Regions from separate parts of the Sus scrofa genome. Here region 2 is linked to region 1. A link is a contact called in public Hi-C data. All regions are on one chromosome and are shown on one strand. The core of a region is the stretch at or near the end of the contact, and the rest is flanking DNA. Distances in the headings are between cores, read along the strand shown.

What was found. A called contact is a pair of places that touch in the nucleus more often than the background predicts.
Region 2: a contact with region 1 is called in a Hi-C map of liver, with 1.9 times the contacts expected there. The contact joins two enhancer-like sites. A contact is called at or near these places in 1 of 47 Hi-C or Micro-C datasets (liver) and 1 of 2 datasets of contacts at active chromatin or transcription factors (alveolar macrophages).

The regions. Positions count from the first base shown.
Region 1 is chr16:46,221,648-46,227,127 of Sscrofa11.1, forward strand. No RefSeq gene overlaps it. Among named protein-coding and RNA genes, the nearest start is that of PIK3R1, 210 kb to the right of the region's middle. Within about 2 kb of position 2,559, at least 1 of the 83 cell types and tissues checked has an H3K27ac peak or open chromatin away from gene starts, as enhancers often do. A contact at or near this core is called in liver, where this site is marked.
Region 2 is chr16:46,409,522-46,415,200 of Sscrofa11.1, forward strand. No RefSeq gene overlaps it. Among named protein-coding and RNA genes, the nearest start is that of PIK3R1, 22 kb to the right of the region's middle. Within about 2 kb of position 3,175, at least 31 of the 83 cell types and tissues checked have an H3K27ac peak or open chromatin away from gene starts, as enhancers often do. A contact at or near this core is called in liver, where this site is marked.

The DNA of each region.
Region 1 (5,480 bases), core at 1,309-3,808:
CCGGCAGCTACAGCTCCGATTCAACCCCTAGCCTGGGAACCTCCATATGCCGCAGGAGCGGCCCAAGAAATAGCAACAACAACAACAACAAAAGACAAAAGACAAAAAAAAAAAAAAAAGAAATAGATTCATAGATATGGAGAACAACCTGGTGGCTGCCAGAATTTGGGGAGAGTGGGGGACTGGGTGAAATAGATAAAGGGGATTAAGAGGTACAAATTTCCAGTGATGAAATAAGTCACAGTTTGAAATATCCAGCGTAAGGAATAGTCAGTAATAACTGCAGTAACTTTGGTTGGTGACAGATGTTGCTAGACTTACAGAGATCCTTTCATAATGTATTTAAATGTCAGATCATTTATAATACACCTGAAACTGATGTAATATCGTATGTCAGCTAATGTCAACTACCAACTCTTAAAGTAACAATGTGAAATTAAAATAAATTTTAAAAATGAAATTAAATTTTTAAAAAATTTAATTGAGTTTTGGTGTCAGATAGACAAGGACTTGATTCTCGTCTCTAACTCATTGGCCATATGACCCAGGACAGATTTATATATCATAAAATTATATTAAATACTTACTTCATAGTATTGATGACAGAATTAAATGAATTACCACATGTAAATTGCTTAAGAGAAAACCCAGCATCTTGAAAACTCTAAAACAAACTAGAATCAATTGCATTCATAATTGACAATGTCTTTATTGAGTTACAAAGCCTAAAATTCCCCCAAACTTTCCAGTGGCCAGTTCATCTTAAAAACTGATTGATGTAATCAAGAATTGCAAAGGTTGGGTGCCAGATGCCTATGGCTTGTCCTGTTCATCTCTGAGGATGTCAGCAAACAGGCAACACATTAGCTACTGCCAGTTAAACTGCAGGGGTGATGATCTTGAGGCCTGACCATCTCTCAGCTTCCCTAGGTATGACCCAGTCAGCACCACACATCGTTACATGTCTCCTGTCTGCCAAAGATATGAGGCAGATTTGTAATGAAATTGTTGCAGAGACCTCTAGACATATATAAACATGTCCAAAACCAGAGAGAAGAGGCAAAGCAAACTGCTTTCACAATGTTTCTACTTTTGACCTGAGTTCTCTCAGTTGACTAGGAAATTATGTTTTTGTAATGTTTTTGTCTTTATATTCTATTCAGATTGAAGGAATTTTTTTTAATTTATTCTATTTAATTTTATTTTTCATTATTGATCTTAAAATATATAATTTGTTTTTGGAGTTTTTTGTTTTTATCGAAATATAGTTGATTTACAATGTTTCAGGTGTATAACAAAGTGATATATACATATATGAATTATAGAATATTTTTCTAATTCTTTCCCATTATAGTTTATTACAAGATACTGAACATAGTTCCCTGTGCTATACAGTAGGCCATTGTTGGTTACCTATTTTATATACAATAGTGTGTATCTTTTAACCCCAAAATCCCAATTTATCCCTCCTCCCCCTTTTCCCTTTGGTAACTGTAAGTTTGTTTTCTATGTCTATGAGTCTGTTTCTGTTTGGTTAATAAGTTCATTTGTATCACTACTTTTTTTTTTTATTTTCCCACTGTACAGCAAGGGGGTCAGGTTATCCTTACATGTATACATTACAATTACAGTTTTTCCCCCACCCTTTCTTTTGTTGCAACATGAGTATCTAGACATAGTTCTCAATGCTATTCAGCCTGTATCACTATTTTTTAGATTCCAAATGTAAGTGATATCATAGATATTGGTCATTTTCTGTCTGATTTAACTTCACTTAATATGATAATCTTTAGGTCCATCTATGTTGCTCCAAATGGCATTATTTCATCCCTTTTTACGTCAGTAGTATTCCATTGAGAGTGTGTGTGTGTGTGTGTGTGTGTGTGTGTGTGTGTGTTTGTGTGTGTGATATATATATCACATTTTCTCTATCCATTCATCTGTCAAGGGGCATTTAGGTTGCTTACACGTCTTGGCTATTGTATAGTGCTTCTATGAATATTGAGGTGTATGTATCTTTTCAAATTAGAGTTTCAGAAAGGAATCTTTAATAGACAAAAAAGGAGAATGACATCATACGCCTAACTGAAAATCAGTATGTCAATCTTTGTGAAACACTGCTTTATCAAGTTCATCTCTTGAAGGCTTTTTTGGTGACTGGAGTTTCTTGTGGAATGATGTAGTGTCTGCCTTATTAGAGTATTGAAAATGTTTTGTGGAAAGAGAGAAATACAGAAACAAAGCAGTTACTGATTTTACTCACTTTAGCCCCAAACCAAGAATAAAAGCAGTGTTAGTTAACCTTAATGTTTTGACTAGGTTTTCCTGTTTCATGACTTTCAGTTCTAGACTCGTGTGTGTGCCCAGTCTTAAATCACAAAGAAAAATCAGATTTGCCTTCAAACTTCCCATGGAAAGCTAGTTCCAAAACAGGCCCAAAGAGATTTCTGGTTCAAGGTTCTCAAACCCTGTGTCAGAAAGCTATGTCAACAGAGTACACTCTTTGCTGATTTTAAATGCTTGATGTCTCTCCATGTGTTTGGATCCAAGCTTTTCCAGACGCTCAAGGACAAACATTCTGCTCCTGTTTGTTTGGAAGGCCTGGTAGTCTTTTGCAGTCCACAGCCCTGTGAGCACATCCAGAATCCAATTGTGTAGCCCTTATTGGCCAAAGACCCTCTCCTGGGGGTTGGTTGAAACAGGGTCTGACACAGTCTCTGTCCCTTGAGTGAAAAGTAAACAAAGAGGTCCCATAGACCTCCTGTTCCTTTGATTCATAAGGTGGATTACCCTGTTCTTTGAGTGCTAGACCTCATTCTTTGAAACCATAAAGCAGTTTCCCCTAGGTCTCCCTCAGTTGGCATGTGGCTTCTGTAACAGCACATCAGTACCCTTTTCTCTGGCTCTGTTTTTCGTTTTGTTGAACATCACCTTTATACAAAAACTTCTGTCAGCTGGCATGAAACTGTGTGTATCATGGGTTGGCCCTAGCCTTCTCCTGCCTTATGAGCCCTCTCACAATTCTGTTACCAGAAAACAGATCGAGTTAGTAGGAAAGACATTGTGGCAGATTTGATACAAGTTGGAAAATTCAGGTGTGCAGGAAATGCCCCATTTGTTTACTTCTCTAAATCAAATTAAACCCTACTCTTCACTTTCCTCCAGGCTGGGGAATAAATCAAAGACAGTCACCCCTGAAGCTCCTTTCCCTCCTCCTTGCCCCCAGCATCTCCATGGCATGCATGAGGAGTCCGATATTCAGATAAATCTCATTGTTCTTTAGCCCACTTCACATACTGCTGAAGTCAAATCCATTCAGCCTAAATGTTTCTCTGAAGTCCAGTAAACTTGGTGCTTAATGCTGGTCATTGCCACCAAGGTTGGTGGGGTCAGGTGTCTCAGGCTGGGATCCCTTTTGTGTCCCTATCCCCTTTCTACCCTTGGGCAAAGCTTGGGAGCAGAGTAGTTGACCCCACAACACATGGGACCCACAGAGCCCTGTCTCCTCCTTGGGGACCTCCACTGTTCTTCCTCTCTGCTTCTGTCTCACGTTTCCCCTCCCTGGTTTAACTGCTTGAAAATGAACTCATTTTCAAAAAAAAAAAAAAAGTCAAGGAAGGCCTTCTCGGTGGTAGCTTCTGCTTGCTGCTATATGACATACACCTCCCCAGTGGCAAGGAGCCTGCCCGTTTTCTTGGAATGGAGGTAACACATACATAGAAGACAAAGCAGAGTATCTTGATGAATGATCCTGCTGCAATGTATAAAACACTTGGACTGCCTCCAGTGTTTTTGGCTACTACAAGTAAGGGAGTAATAAACATTCTAGTGGATATATTTGTTCGCATATTTAATGATGAGCTTCTGAGGGTAAATTCCTAAAGGGAGCTGATTGGGCCAGACTGTGTGTGCAAATAACATTTTTAATAAATATTGTTAAACCGAACTTTCCCCCAAAGTACAGCAATTTACATTCCCGCTAACAAGGTATGATTGTTTATTTCCACATCTCTTTATCAAGCTAAGTTTGTCCATTTTTTTTTTTTTGTCTTTTGTCTTTTGTTGTTGTTGTTGTTGTTGTTGCTATTTCTTGGGCCGCTCCCGTGGCATATGGAGATTCCCAGGCTAGGGGTCCAATCGGAGCCATAGCCACCAGCCTTCGCCAGAGCCACAGCAACGCGGGATCCGAGCCGCGTCTGCAACCTACACCACAGCTCACGGCAACGCTGGATCGTTAACCCACTGGGCAAGAGCAGGGACCGAATCTGCAACCTCATGGTTCCTAGTCGGATTCGTTAACCACTGCGCCACGACGGGAACTCCTGTCCATTTTTTTTAACTTTGCCAGGTTGATGAGCATTTAGAAAATCTTGCTTTTGTTTTCACTTCTTTGATTGTTAGTGAGGCCAAATCATTTCCCCCATATATTATTTAGCCATTTTAATTGCCTGTTTATATTGTATTTATTTACCTGATGGAGTGTACATTTTCTCACTGATTTCCAAGACTTTGGATATGTATTAAGGCTATCAGCCCATGATTCAGTGCCAATCTTGAAGAGTTGAGAGAACACCCCAAAACCCCATAAAATCAGTCATTTTCATCCTTGACTAAAATGGGGAAGCCCTTTCAACAGATCAGTGACTGTTCTGACACCACAGAAGAACGTCAGCTATGGGAACTGACCTCCCCAGCTGGAAGGAGACTGACTCTCGTCCTCCAAGAGCCCAGGCCCACTCAGCATTTTCTCCACCTGCTGGGCTCACTTCCAGCGGGAGGACATACTGTGTTATGTGTGTTACTAACACCCTCCACACCTGCCCAGAGTGGAGCTTAGGTTGAGGGCACTGACCTTGAAGAATGTGTATATGTGTGACAACTGTCTTTGTAAATCATCACTTTAAGGCAGGGTCCCTTTTTTAATTATTATTGAAGTGCCGTCAATTTACTATGTTAATTTCTGCTATGCACCACCAAAGTGATTCCTTTATACATATATACTTTTTTTTTTTGTTTTTGCTTTTTAGCGCCGCACCCATGGCATATGAAAGTTCCCAGGCTGGGGGTCTAATTGGAGCTGTAGTTGTTGGCCTGTGCCACAGCCACAGCAACTCAGAACCTGAGCTGTGCCTGTGACCTATACCACAGCTCACAGCAACACCAGATCCTTAACCCACTGAGTGAGGCCAGGGATCGAACCTGCATCCTCATGGATACCAGTTATGTTTGTTACCACTGAGCCGCAACGAGAACTCCTATACTTGGTTTTTTAAATTTTCTGTTCTATTATGATTTATCTCAGGATATTGAATATAGTTCCCTGAACTATACAGTAGGACATCCCTTCCATCTGTAATAGTCTGCACCTACCACCCCCAAACTCCCATTCTGTCTCTCCCCTCCTCTTCCCCCCACCCATAGTAACCACAAGTCTGTTCTCTATGTCTATGAGTCTGTTTCTGTTTTATAGATAGGTTCAT
Region 2 (5,679 bases), core at 1,925-4,424, 190 kb after region 1:
ATCCTTCCAGCCTACCAGCTCTTGATATAGACTTGAGGGCAGATTCTTCCGGAGAAAATTGAACTCTGTTTTCTGAATCTTCACACACACACACACACACACACACACACAGACACATAGGCAAATGCGACCTACAAGCAAGATATACCTAAGTAATCTGGGACCTTGATAACAATGTTAAAAAGCTTGCTACTCATATTGCTGGTCAGATAACAGTTCACAGTCAAAGGCATACTGCTAACTTTGTTCAGTTTCCTTTCCACGCAAGTACGTTTACTCTCAGACAAGTTTTAATTATTTTTCTAACATAATTTTTAATTGTTTCGAAGTTTTGAGATTTACAAAAATCAACCAGCCTTTGAGTTTTGTTGGGAAATCTGTGTTCACAGTGGATGTCTATTTCTCTCTGGAAGTTCCCCAGCTAGGGGTCAAATTGGAGACCTTATTTCCTTGACACCACCTCTGTGACCTGGGACAACTCGTTTCACCTCCACAACTCCTCTGTGAAAGATAGGTGAGGGGCTGGGCTTGGGACATTGATGCTGAGAATGGCATGCCATACTTTTATGTTATTCAAAGTAGAAATAACACTGGTCCTTAAAACAAATGTCAGTATACCAGCAATTCTCTGAATATCTCGTGATGAAGGCTTCCTTGCTTTCAGTGAACATTTAAATATGAAATTCTTTCAAGCCGTATATGCATTTCTACTTCATCTGGCTATCACATAACCTAATCACAAACAGGCTAGTGCACTTTACACTCTCTGAGCTCTGAAAGTCTGTGATTTGATAGTTATGATTTGGAGAGTGGAAACAGAGGTGAAGAGGTTAATTAACATGAATGGTATTAAATCAGGCTAAGGAAGAAGAAATGACTTTGAGAGATGGGAGACAATGAAGATTATTTTAAAAGTCACCAAGTACCCAACTTAGCTGTGGGCTGTGCATAGTGACTTTGAAAGAAAATAGTAAAAAGAGGGTAGGGGGAAAGGTAACTTTCCTTTGGGGAAATCTGCCAAACACTCCCTCAGCCAGGTGATCAAGGTCAACATCAACAGTCATAGGTCATGTTGATAGTACATACCCTTGATTGATATGATATGATGAAATGGCACTTTACATCTGAGGTCCTCTAGCCCAAAACCTACTGCTGTAATCTAATCATGAGAAAAACAACAGACCTCTCCCCAGGGATGGGCATTCTCTTACCTCTTAAAAATCACTAGTACACCTCAAAACTGTCAAGGTCACTGAAACCAACAAAAGTCTGAGAAACTCTCACAGCCAAGAGAAGCCTAAGGAGACATGACAACTAAATGTAATGTGGCATCCTAGATGGGATCCTGGTATGGGAAAAGGACAGTAGATACAAATCAAGGAAGACTATGGGAGTTCTGTTGTGGCTCAGCAGGTCAAGAACTCAGCTAGTATCCATGAGGATGCACGTTCAATCCCTGGTGTCACTCAGTGGGTTAAAGATCTGGCATTGCGATGAGCTGTGGTGTAGGTTGCAGACGTGAACTCAGATCTGGCATGGCTGTGGCTGTGGCGTAGGCTGGCAACTGCAGCTCTGATTCCACCCCTAGCCTGGGAACTTCCATATGCCTCAGGTGCAACCCAAAAAAGAAAAAAATAAATGAAGGAAGTCTGAATAAACTGGACTTTAGTTAATAATGTTTTGATATCAGTTCATTAATAACAAATGTGCACTATTAGATGTTAATAGTGGAAACTGGTCGGTGAGGTATATGGGAACTCTCTACCGTCTTCTAAATTTTTTCTGCAAATTTTAAATTGCTCTTATAACTGACCTCTTGTTTTTCATTTAAAAATTCAGGAGTAATTATTTAAAATAAGAACAGTGACATTAAATTTTTTCTTGTAGGCTCGCCAGGCCCAGACTGGGGGTTAGGGGAGGTAGGAGGCAGGGTTCTTACTCCCTCAGTATTAAGAAGCGATTTTTTTTTTCTTTTTTTGGTCTTTTTAGGGCCACACCTGTGGCATATGGACGTTCCCAGGCTAGGGGTCAAATTAGAGCTGTAGCCGCTGGCCTACACCACAGCTATGCCAGATCCCAGCTACGTGTGAGAGCTGCACCACAGCTCATGGCAATGCTGGATCTTTAATCCACTGAGTGAGGCCAAGGATCAAACCTCATGGATACTAGTCAGGTTCGTTACTAGTCAGGTTCGTTAACTGCTGATCCATGACGGGAACTCCCAAGAAGGGATTTTTCTGCCTTATGAATCTACCTCATCTGAGTTTTCCTGGAATTCTCTGTAACGAAAAGAGTAGACATTGTTCTGAATATAAATTATTGACTTACTCTGTATTCCCATGGCCAAATCGCCTTTTCTAGGCCACAGTCACCTGGCACTTTAAATATCAAATTTACAGGGCATAAGCTATGTGTTTCTCCCAGAAAGGGTATAAGTTATTTTATAGTCATACCAAGATTGGATTTCTGACTGTACCGTTTATAAGCTGCGTAACACTATTGAACAAATGAGTTAACCTTTCTGAAACTCAGTTTTCTCCTTTGTTAAAAAAAAAAAACAACAACAACAACGAAATTGCAGGATTATGGTAAGACAATGAACATGCAATACCTAGTTCAGTACCTGGCACATAAAAGTTCTCAGTAGATGATAGTTAATGATAAACAGGATCATCAGTCCACATCAGGAGGAGATAATAGTATCCTTTAATTGGACCAAAATGTAACTGAGAGCCCTCCCCTTCCAATTCTCCTTCTCACTCCAGTAGGTCACACTGCATCAAGCGTCTAGAAGGCTCTCTGCCAGCAACTGTACTGGCTTGTTATCTGAGTGAGTCTTGGTCATTTAGCAAAGTCAGGGTCTTTGTTACTGTTTTCATCACCACTAGCTGAGCAGAGAAAGACCAAGCCACAGGGTACATCTCTGCCTGCCAAGGTCCTGTGTGTGTTCCTGAAACAAAAACCCAATAAAAATGGCAGTCAGTGGCAGACACTGAGCCCAGGCTTGGGAGCCAGTAGGGAGGGGCTCCTTCTCCTGTCCCTCAGCACCTGTCACCGAGAAGGGGTGGCCCAGGCTGCGGCTGGCCGCCTCCTCCTCCCCCCATCCAGCCCAGGGGCAGCTCCGGACCTCGGCTCCCAGCAACGCAGCACAGCCCACTCAGCAACTAGAAAGCACCCATTGAGGGCTTGCAGCTGCCGGTGCCGTTTGCCCAAACACTACATAAAGCCTCAGCCTCAGCTCCAGTGAAGAAGTCACTACTGTGTTCTTCCTGAGCCCCAGTCACGGCTATCAAACATTCAAAGAGGACTGGCGGTGGTTAAACACTGCATGTGTTTACACCCCGAATCTTGAATCACAATGGGGCGGTTTGAGCTGCCAAGACCCGGCCAGGCCCGGCTTTATCCTGGACACTGGAGTCTGTTCTCTGACCCACCGGACAGAAGTAAAGTTGAGTAAATACCAGATCGCTTTGCTTTTCAGAGCTGTTTGCTCTCAGGGACTTCAATGGGCTTCGTCTCCAGGCGGGACACATACTTGAGGACTCAAGCTGCTCCCTCACGTCAGAGTGCGTTCAGAAGCTCTGAGGCTTTGTGAGCCATCCCCAAAGGGAAAAGCCAAGCTAGAGAAAATAAAATCTATCCAAACAAATTAGAGGATAACTTGAATCCTTTCAAAAACTGCTCTGAAAAAAAGCAGGGAGGGGAAAGAAGTGCAGTTGATGGGGGAAGCTGAGGGATGGATATTTGGGACCTTATTACACTGTCCTCCATTCTGGAGAATTTAGACATTCATTAAAAAAAAAATACTACAGGGAGTTCCCTGGTGGTCTAGTGATTAGGACTCAAAGCTTTCAATGAAGCAGCCCAGGTTCAGTCCCTGGTCTGGGAAGTGAGATCCCACTTCAAGTCACTCCACACCAAGCCAAAAAAAAAAAAAAAAAAAAATTCTATAGTAAGAAAGCTCCTTTGCCTCTCTCCTTTACCCAGGATACAATACCTAACATATATTTTCTTTTAAATGTTCAAGTCTATTCTCTGTTTTAACTTTTTGAGTTTTTTTTTTTTCTTTAAAAAACATGTCAGGATTTTGTTTTCTCTGATTATAAAAAAGTATATTATTATGGTGGTAAATTGAGAAGTGGAGAAAAGAAGCATAAAGAAGAAAATATTAGTCCCATGTCTTTGAATTAGAATTTGTTAGTGTTTTTATATATTTCCTTGCAATCTTAATACATACACGCAGAGAAATAAAAAAGTAATTTTTAGCACATGTAAATGGAATCCAATTCTATTTAGCTTTATACTGTGGGCTTTTTTTTTTTTTTTTTTTGAACTCATGACCATTCCCCATACCATTAGATATTCTTAAAAGAACAACTTGTAATGACTGTGGAATATTTTTATCCTATGTTTCTCAATGCCAAAAAAAGTTCAAAACAGTCTTTTACTTATACCATGCCATACTTTAACAAAAAAAATAGAACAAGATTTTTATAGCTAGAGATTGCAAGAAAATTTATTTCTCACTAGCTATATACCACTTTCTCCAGAATAATTTAAGAATTGCAGCTGGATTCAGCATAGTATTTGGCAAGTGCAAATACAGTAGTAAGACAAAGTTTTCTCACCTTCAGATGTGCTTGGAACAGGAATGAGAGGAAAAAATGGAAGTAGAGCACATGGGTTGTGGATGTGAGAAGCGAAGCCAGAAATGGGAGACAGTGACTCAGCGCTCTCCCTCTCCCTCTCCCTCTCCCTCTCCCTCTCCCTCTCCTCCCTCTCCCTCTCCCTCTCCCTCTCCCTCTCCCTCTCCCTCTCTCTCTCTCTCTCTCTCTCACACACACACACACACACACACACAACTGCTATGGTCTTGCACCAGCCAATAGGATCTCTGTCTCTTAAGAACTTTGGAATCAAAACTCAAAAGGATCAAGTGAAAATCACAAAGAGTAAGAGGAAAAGACATGTTGAAATGAAGAGCAAAGGAAAGAACAGCAGACAGATTCAAAAGACAGGCCCTCCAGCACTGTCTGAGCACCTGCTGCACACAGAGCTGAACATTGGACCAGTACATAAGCCACAGTCTTTGGCCCCAAGGAGTCCTCAGTCTAATGGAGAAGACAGGGTATAAGCAAGTCATTTCAGCTCAATATGGGCACCACATGCACAAAGAAATGAAAGCAATACAGTGGGATCTCAGGGGAAGGATGAGGATTCATGTGAGATCAGAAGCTCTCGGAGAGGATCTAACCTTGGAGCCAAGCTGAGAAGAATGAGATCTCAGAAACCTAGGAGGAAAGGAAAAAAATGACTAGGGAACAGTTGAGTTAGCAAAGAAAAACAGCTCTATTTTAAAATGTCTTTTTGGAGTTCCCATTATGGCCTCAGTGGAATAAGAACCTGACGTCTCCATGAGGATGAAGTTCCAATCCCTGGCCTTACTCAGTGGGTTAAGAATCCACAAGCTGTGGCATAGGTCACAGATGTGGCTCAGATCTGGCATTGCTGTGGCTGTGGTATAGGTGGCAGCTGTAGCTCCACTTCTACCCCTAGCCCAGGAACTTCTGTATGCTGCAGGTGCAGCCATAAAAAAAAGAGGAATAAAATGTCTTTTTGTCATGGTCTCAGGATACAATGTTATTTGATATGTATTTGCCCTTTTTTCTGTTATATATA